3 separate regions of the Mus musculus genome follow, and all the other regions are linked to region 3. A link is a contact called in public promoter capture Hi-C data. All regions are on one chromosome and are shown on one strand. Each heading gives the region's core, a stretch centred on a gene start, on an enhancer-like site or on the middle of the called end of the contact. The rest is flanking DNA. Distances are from core to core; before and after follow the strand shown. Region 1 holds the start of Tob1 (transducer of ErbB-2.1). Region 2 holds the start of Mbtd1 (mbt domain containing 1). Region 3 holds the start of Pctp (phosphatidylcholine transfer protein).

Evidence for each region. Promoter capture Hi-C pulls out the DNA fragments that hold promoters and counts their contacts.
Region 1: a promoter capture Hi-C map of pre-B cells shows a contact between it and region 3, with 4 times the contacts expected there. The contact joins the promoter of Tob1 here to the promoter of Pctp in region 3. A contact is called at or near these places in 2 of 39 promoter capture datasets (cranial neural crest and pre-B cells).
Region 2: a promoter capture Hi-C map of pre-B cells shows a contact between it and region 3. The contact joins the promoter of Mbtd1 here to the promoter of Pctp in region 3. A contact is called at or near these places in 2 of 39 promoter capture datasets (cranial neural crest and pre-B cells).

What each region holds. Positions count from the first base shown.
Region 1 is chr11:94,210,169-94,212,868 of GRCm38.p6, forward strand. It overlaps Tob1 (transducer of ErbB-2.1), which reads left to right and starts at 1,286. Exons shown (of 2, transcript NM_009427.2): 1 at 1,286-1,563.
Region 2 is chr11:93,884,749-93,887,448 of GRCm38.p6, forward strand. It overlaps Mbtd1 (mbt domain containing 1), which reads left to right and starts at 1,423. Exons shown (of 16, transcript NM_134012.4): 1 at 1,423-1,668. Utp18 (UTP18 small subunit processome component) reads right to left here and starts at 1,018. Exons shown (of 14, transcript NM_001013375.1): 1 at 586-1,018. The coding sequence starts at 909. RefSeq lists enhancers at 1,020-1,052, 1,247-1,289, 1,302-1,335 and a cis regulatory region at 1,033-1,040.
Region 3 is chr11:90,001,587-90,004,286 of GRCm38.p6, forward strand. Pctp (phosphatidylcholine transfer protein) reads right to left here and starts at 1,308. Exons shown (of 6, transcript NM_008796.3): 1 at 1,116-1,308. The coding sequence starts at 1,256.

The DNA.
Region 1 (2,700 bases), core at 36-2,535, 4.2 Mb after region 3:
GGGAAGGCAGGGCCCTGGGCGTTTCATTCACTGCTGCGCTTTCTCCCCCCCCCCAACCCCCCCCCCCCTTCTCTCCGAGGCTCCCCCTCGACTTTCTCTCGCCTTTACCCAGTCCGAGTTTGACGTCGGTCTCCTGGAGACCAGACAGCCAATCGTCTGGCCGCTAAGGTCCAGTGCGACCAATCAGGCATCGTTGCTACCTGTGAGTAATTATTTTTAGCCAAGAGGAACGCCCCGTTCCACTCCGGACGATAACTCGGATTTCTGGGCTGCAGGTTGTGGAAACGGCGCCTATCCGCGCCCCTAGAGTCCCTGGCGTCCCTATTCCCTGGACACCTGTGCACAGTTCATAAACTCTCGCAGGTTCCTCAGCGAGGCCTCGTGTTTATTTTGTGGGCCTGGGTGAAAGTTCTCAAAATGCACGCGTGGGCACGCACACAGAGTCACACAGGCAGTTTGGCAGCGTGTCGCTCTCTGCGACGTTTGATATAAGACAATTTTTTTTTCTTACGGTCTCAAGCAACCCTCATGTCCGAGCTGCTGCCAGGTGACCCGGGGAGATTTGGCCAGGGGGAGCTGCAGAGGCAGTTAAACTGTCACCTGTGCGGGAGGTGCAGCGACGTGGCCTCCCTTCCCCACCCCCAGGTTCTGCAGTTGTCACTCTCGGGGTGGCAGTTGGCCTAGGCCCTGCGGGGATTAATACTCAATGAATCGGGAGCACGAGTCCCGGTTACCCCGGGATGGGCTGAGACCCACAGGCTAGCTCGCCCAGGAGTGGGGTTTTCCTCGGCCACAGTCGCACTCGCTCGGAAGCAGCCTTTTCCGTGTACTCTGCCCTCCCTCCCCCAGCCTCGGCTGCCCCTCCCGGCCGGTCCCCGCCGCGTCGCCACCTGCTCCCCCTCCTCCCCCCCCACCCCCCACCCCCCACCCCCAGGCCCCCGGGCCCTGCCACCCCATCCCTACCATCCCATCCCTACCCTTGTCCAATCCCCTTCCAAGGCCTCCCTTAACCCCTCCCCCAACCTCTCGGGACTCTCAGCTCATTGGTCACAGCGGCGTTCAGGAGGCGTGACCATCTATCAGCGGCCGTCTGGACGTGGGCAGGCGGGACTTGGCCAATGGCGTCGGGGGGCAGGGCAGGGGCGGAGTCGGCGCGGCCGGGGGGTGCCGGGTGGGGAGGGCGGGACTGTGACGCGAGCGGCGCGCACCCCCGCGGAGGCTGGGGGCGGGGAGGAGGCTATAAAACGAGAGGCGGGGCGCGCGCCGCGGCAGAAGGAGCGAAGCTCTGGCCCGGCGCGCAGAGGGCGCTGTACGGGGACGCAGGGCCGGGCCGCCGGGCTGTGTAGAGAAGCGAGCGCGCTCGTGTAAGCTTGCCGTCCCCGCCACCCCTGAGCCAGAGCAGCGAGCTCCCGGACCCGCCCGAGGCGTCCGTCGCGTGTCCGGCGGTGGCGACGTCTTGCACCCCGTCGCCTCGCCGCTCCCGACCCACCCGCGCCCCCGCCCGCTGCCCCTTCTCCCCCGCCCAGCCGCGGCTCGGCGGCGGCCGCAGCTCCGGAGCAGCTTGTAAGTACGGCGGGGCGGCGGCTAGGGGCCGAGGGAGTGGCTGCAGCGTCCTGCGAGCCCGGGTGTGGAGGGGCGGCCTCGGGGACCCAAGGGAATGGAGTGGCTCCGGGGACCTGGTCCGGAGGCTTGACGGCCGACGGGCAACCGGGAGGAGGGAGCACCCGGGGTGGGGGCAGCGGCGCCCAGGCAGGGGGAGGGGGCGCCGGGATACAGGGATCGGGCCCGGACCGGTGCTCCGGGATGCTGGCTAGGTCCCAGGAGCCTCGAGCGGGGAGCAGAGTGGGGGACGGCAGGGTCAGGTTACGGCGGGGGAGGGGAAGACTGGGCGGCCCGCGCCGCGACCTGCCGGTGCCCGGGCCGCGTCCCTGAGGCAGCTAAAGAGCCTGCTCTCCTTTTCCCCGGGCCGAGCTCCTCCTCCCGGAGCAAGTCTAGTAGTCTTCCTCCTCTTCCTCCTCCTCCTCCTCCTCCTCCTCCTCCTCCTCCTCCTCCTCCTCCTCCTCCACCTCCACCTCCTCTGGCTGTTGCTGCTGCTGTAGCGCTCGGGCTCCCAGCGCTGTGAGCAGAAATCTAATGAGACCCAACTGGCTGTTTATGTAATTCTTCACAGTCCTGTGTTAAGGCGTTGCTTTAAAAACCACCTTCCACCCAGCCTGTCTGGGCTCGGCTGCACCTTCAAGCAGTCCAGCTGAATCTGCTTTCTCTGCCTGCTCTTGGGTTTCGGCTTGGAAAGTGTAGTTTGGGGGCTACACGAGAGATTCTTTGCCCTTTGTCACCAAGAATATGGAAAATGGAACAGACGGATCCACACCAGTTTGATTATTTTAAATGCCCTTTTTGATCAACCTCGTTGTACAAATAGCTCTCCCTTGGAAATACCTCTCTTTGCCCTTGATCTTTTCTTATCCCCACCCAGTGCTGATCCAGCAAACGTTTAAAGGTCGACCTTTTCGCTCCAGCCTCTCCAGGGACTGCCCGTTTATCCGAAGAGGGAAGGAGATGGCTTTTAAAAATAAGAATAAAACTGAGAAACTCTGCCCTTTAAGCAGAGTAATCAATAGGAGTTTTAAGCTGCTTGTTTTTCTTATACTTGCAGCTGAGAGGAATTTCAGAATGTGTGTGTGTGGGGGGGGGGGGCAG
Region 2 (2,700 bases), core at 173-2,672, 3.9 Mb after region 3:
AACAAAAATAATAGCGCAAAGAGCATCAATCAGGAAGGATTTGCAATTGTTACAAGAGCTAGCAACCAAAGAAAGGTTAGAGATGAATACACACTGATCGTTCTCAAAAGCTGGGCGTGGGTATCACCCCGCGATGTTATTAAAATGCAGCTTTACGCCTTCTGCCCACGTATTGGTTCCATCCACTACGCGGAGTCGCGACAGGTGATCAAACGGTCACCCCTGTGGTTCCAGCAGAGGGTGTAAGAGCCCGAAGATGAGCGACTCTACTTTGCAGACATCCTTTGGCAAACCAAGCCGACAGTTGAGCGCCTGCTGGATGCGAAGCGCCGCAGCCCCTTTGGGGCGGAGAAAGGCAGCGTCCCCGCCCTCGCCAGCCAGCAGCCCAGAACCCGAGGCGAAAGAGCCGGACGGCGCCCCTCGGCGCCCGCGGTCGCCGGTCCCTCCCACCTGAGCACTCGCCGCCACAGGTCCCCCCCACCTCCAGGCTCCGCCCCCGGGGCCTCGCCTCCCGCCGCGCGCCCCGCCAGAGCGTGTGCCCGCTCGGCAGGCAGGCAGGCGGGCAGGCAGGCAGGCCTTCCTCACCCGCGAGCTCCGCAGCCGCTGCAGCAGCGCGTCCTCGTCGTCCTCGACATCGCCGAAGACGAGCTGCTCCAGGCAACGCTCGGCGGCCGGCTTATCGTCCTCTAGCGTCAGGCGGTTCCGCTGCCGGAGCCGGCTCTCCTCCTCCTCTGCCGCCGCCGCCGCGGATCCCGCGCTAGGGGCCGCCCTCGGCTCGGCCGGCTGTGTCCGTTGGGATGAACGGGCGGCCTTTGCGGGCGTGCTGCCGCTCCCGGGTCTGGCTTTCCTCCCCGGCGTTGCGCCGGCTCTCCGGTCTCGTCTCGTCCGGCTCTTGCGTTCGGGCGGCATCCTCAGGGCTGAGGGGAAAACGCCGACGTTCACGTGGAGTACCACTGCGCATGTGCCGGGGCGGCTCGCTCTTCTCCTCGGCCCGGCCCCGGGGAGCCGGAAGGAGTCTGCGCCGCCGCAAGCCACGTGACCGGCGCTCGCGCGCTACGTCACTCCCACTCCGTCCGGCGGCCCCGCCCCATGTGGGAGTTCCTCAGGGAAGGCCGATCTTCCGGGTGGAGGGGGAAGCGGCGTGACTGGAGTGGAAATTTTTCCCAACACAACTTCTCGGAGGCAACATATTGGAAGGGACTCGGGGAGGCCGGAGTCCAAATGGAAGTGGCTGAAAGAAACTTCTCGCCCTGCTGATTCTGAGCCCCGCGTCGTGCCGCGCGCCCTCAATTACCTCATCGACTTGTGGTCTTGGTACGGTCCTTAGAGTACGGCGCCTGCCGAGGGTCCCACGCTGGAGGGGAGAGAGGAGGGTACGTGGGGGAAGTGGGCCAATCGGGGCGCGGGTCACGGCGCAGGCGCGCTGGGGAGGGAGGGCTATGCTAATGTTGTTGATATCCTGGGGCCACCCGAGTTAAAAGGGGGGAAATCCGGGGGCTGCCACTGCTGTCGCTGGCCCTGGCCCAGCCGGGGGTCCCCCCTGTAGTCGCCGCAGTCCCGGGGAGAGGCACCGGCCCCCTGCTCGCGGGGGGGGAGGGGGCGCCGCGGGCTCGGGGAGCACGGACGGCCCCTACCCATGAGGCCCTGATGGAAAACACAAAGGATCTGGTGAGAGCCGAGCGCAGCGGCCGCTTTGTGTGCCAGGTTTGAGGGGGGGGGGCACGCCTGCGGCTGCCCGGCCCCCGGAACGCCGCAGCTCGGGGACCCCACTCGCGGGCCTGCTTCTTCATCCCACGCCCCCTCCGTCTCCGGAGCTCCCCTCCCCCTACTGGCCGTTAAACGTTCAGGGGTTCCCCTCCCCCCCTCAACCCCTGACTTAGGGTTCTCTTAGGGAGAAAAAAAAACATAAGAAAGTTTTTCCTCTGCTCCCTCCCAACCCCGTTCTGCTTGAAGGGAAAGATTAGATAGGAGACTTTGCCTTTTTTAGCTGCCAAGGGTGGGAGAGTGGTTTCTCGGGGGTGTGGGGGCAGGAGCATACAGAGTTTCGGGGCTTGGCTGGAGACGGAGCCCACCATTGTAGAGCCAGCGCCGAGAGGCATTTTGCACGTGGAGGTGCTGATACTGAAAGGGGGCGGGGTGGGCACGTGTGGGAGGGAGACGTAGGAGTGGTATCGGGGAGTCAGCCGCCAAGGCTGCTACTTGAGGGTTCCAAGTCAGTGGGCTTCCACCATCCGTACGTTCTCCTTTGTGAAAAAGAAATCCTGACATTTCAGAGTCGGAAGAGACACTAGAAGTCACCCAAAGCAGCCCAGCTTCTGACGAGTGGTAGGTAGTCTGACCTCTACTTAACCCTACATCCATATACCACGCACTGCAGCCTAGGAAAGCACCTTCGGTTTCTTTCAGTCTCTGATATTCACTTGCCTGCCCTTATTAGACCCTTCAGTCTCATTCATGTCGTGTCCTGGTTAAGTTGCTCCCTTTTTTACTTCTCAAATTTGTTCTCACATCCTCCTCACCCACCCACTGCTCATTGGCCTATATTTTGTATGCCAGGAAAGAACATCAGGGAAGTGGAGGGAGGGGGATGGGGAGAGTAAAGAGATGGTAAGGGCCAACTGAAAACTTTGCTGGGTCGGTATCAAGTGTGCTGCTTCCATGACTAAAGATGGTTGAAACTATTCCCTGGGAAGCCAGGGA
Region 3 (2,700 bases), core at 58-2,557:
CCACAAATGTCTCGCACTAGGTTATAAACCCTCCAACTGCATCTGTCCTGAACTTCTCTGCCTCTGTGACACAGTTACGCCATTCCTCCATGTCTGCTTCCTTCACCTGTGAAAGCCAAGGCTCCCATAATAGATCAGTATTTGGAATCCTTTGCTATACCAGTCTGATCTTGTGCCAAGGAACTTCTGTTGCCTACAGCAAAGCAACTGATGCCAAACCTCCAGTTTCTCCCACCTGACTAGCTACTTGGTTCCAATGGCTTCTTAAGATGCCTCAAGATGCTTAACAACCAACTACACTCCTCCTCCGGCCTCCATTGCTCTTTCTGCATGAAGTTTCACAACCGAATTATTAAATAGACCTTAAAATTAGATCACACCCACACAGAAGACAGTCACTAAATTGATGGAATTGCTACTGTTACCTCTTGGCCAGCTCTGAACATCCAGTCCATGAGTCTTGTCTCTTTCCTACCTGCCTCAGGACATGGCCCTTCTGTACCCCATACAGAACTGGCACCCATCTGGCAAAAGGAAACATGTTCTCTGCAGACACTGGCATGGTGTAGGAATGAATAGACCAATGTTTCAATTTTCCTAGCAAACAAACGGACTGAAGTTGGGCTAAACTTCCAAACTACTCATTTTCTGTTTTCTATCAGCTGATTGCTGCCAAATGCCTCTCTCTTGTGAATGTAGATAAACACACACTCCTATATGTCCACGGGCACGCCACTCCAGCTCGATCTCGGAAACCCTGTATTGGACCCGTTATACCCACTCCCAGTGAAAGTCCAGATCCTAGACCGGGTGGGTTTCTTTGGCACCTCGCCCCATCTTCAACCACGAGCCGTTAAATACAATTCCCTACTCCCAGGCCGTTTGATTTTTTTTGCAAACGCTGCAGAGTAAAACATAAATTACAACTCAGAAGTCTAGCAACAGGAATGACCTGAGGCTGAGCTCGGACAACCTGCCAGCCGCATAAGATCTACACAGGGTAAAGTAGCTCCAAGGAGCCTAGTCACCCCTGCAGAGCAGTGGAGTACCCTTGGCGAGTCCTAACCAGGGGGCCCAGGCCCCTGACCTCCTCCAGCGGGCAGGTCAGTTGCTACCTGGTCCAGCAGCCGGTAGATGGTTATGCCTGAGGCCTCTACCAGGAGCTGCCAATCGGCCCCGGTCAGCGCCGGTTTCTGGAGTTCAGCACAAGCCTCCCGGAACTGCTCGTCCGAGAAGCAGCATGCGGCCCCCGCCATCCTTCCGCAGCCAGGATACAGCGCCCGGAGCGCAGGTCACTCACTGGCCCTTAGAGAGATCGGGGGCGGGGTCACAAGGTGACCCCAACCTGATTGGCAGGGAAGAGAGAAGGCGGGACTTGGTCGAGGAGGCGGGACGTGGGAGGGCGGGGGTGGGGAGCGGAGGTTAAGAGGGCGGTTCCAGATCTGAAGACAGGCGGGGCTAAGCAAAGGTTAAGAAGAATGCCGAGTTAAAAAATACTAGAAAAAAAGCTGTCGCTTATCTGGAGAAAGAAGGAAGGGCTGAAGAAGTAGGGAAACTTCTGGAAGTAGGGCCAGCACATCCTATACTCACCTCCACACCCTTCAAACCTGCGTGAGATTCCTACCCCCTACCTCTCTGAAGGTGGAAAGGTCTCTGGAAGACATTTGGGGAGAGGGACCGAACACAAATGCTTGAAAGTCTCAGAGGTCAGATGCTAGTTTTATATATATATATAATTTTTTAAAAATGCTCTTCTTTCTGGTATACATTTTGAAACCGTGTTTTGTGAATCAATCCCTTAGAATCAGCAGAAGGGCAAGGAAGTCACAATTAAGAAATCAGATCACAATGGACAAGATTTTTGTGGGTACAAATGATATGAAAGATAAGGTACCTGGATTTCTGCAGCTTGCATAATTTAGGTCTTGCAACTCAAAGATCTTTTTGTTCATTTGAGTCTTACTCAGCCGAAATCTGCAACCCTGGCTTTGAGTAAAGTAGGGAGTTCAAAGATAAGTGCAAACACCACTCAATTGCCAAGACCGCCTGGAAAGCCAAATTGCCTAATCTGTAAAATGGGTCAAAGACTGTGCTGCCTTAAATAGTCGAGGGCCGTAGAATATCCCAGTGCCTACCAAAGTGGTATTTAATGATCATTCCCTCTTGTTTTTCAGGAATAAACTGAAACACAATTTTTTCAATACTAGAAGGGGAAAAAAAGTGGTTAAAAAAAAAAACTATTGAAAGCCAGTTTACAAAAGCCCCACGGTCACATTTGCCAAAAAACAGACAGATCACTGTTTTATTTGCCTCAGCATGGATTTTCTTGTACAGGACAGAAGGAAAGTAAGTTATTCCAAAACACGGGAAAGATTGCTTCAAGACAAATTTCCTTGCAGTTTTAGTGGTAGCCTGTAAGCTTTCTCACAGGTGTAAACTATTACTGAAACAAGCAATCCACTCACACTCATCCAACAAGGAAACCAATGTGGAGGATTGTCAAAGATTGCCAAAGGACCAGTCATGATTGTGTGCTTTCATGGGATCGGAACTTTGTCACCACAGAAATATTGATGGATTAAGAGAGGCCCAAGGGAATGAACAGGACCATAGAAGAAACAAGAGACCAAATTCAAACTGCTTTATTGTACATGTTTAAATATGTTGTCTGTCTGTCTGCCTCTCTCTCTCTCTCTCTCT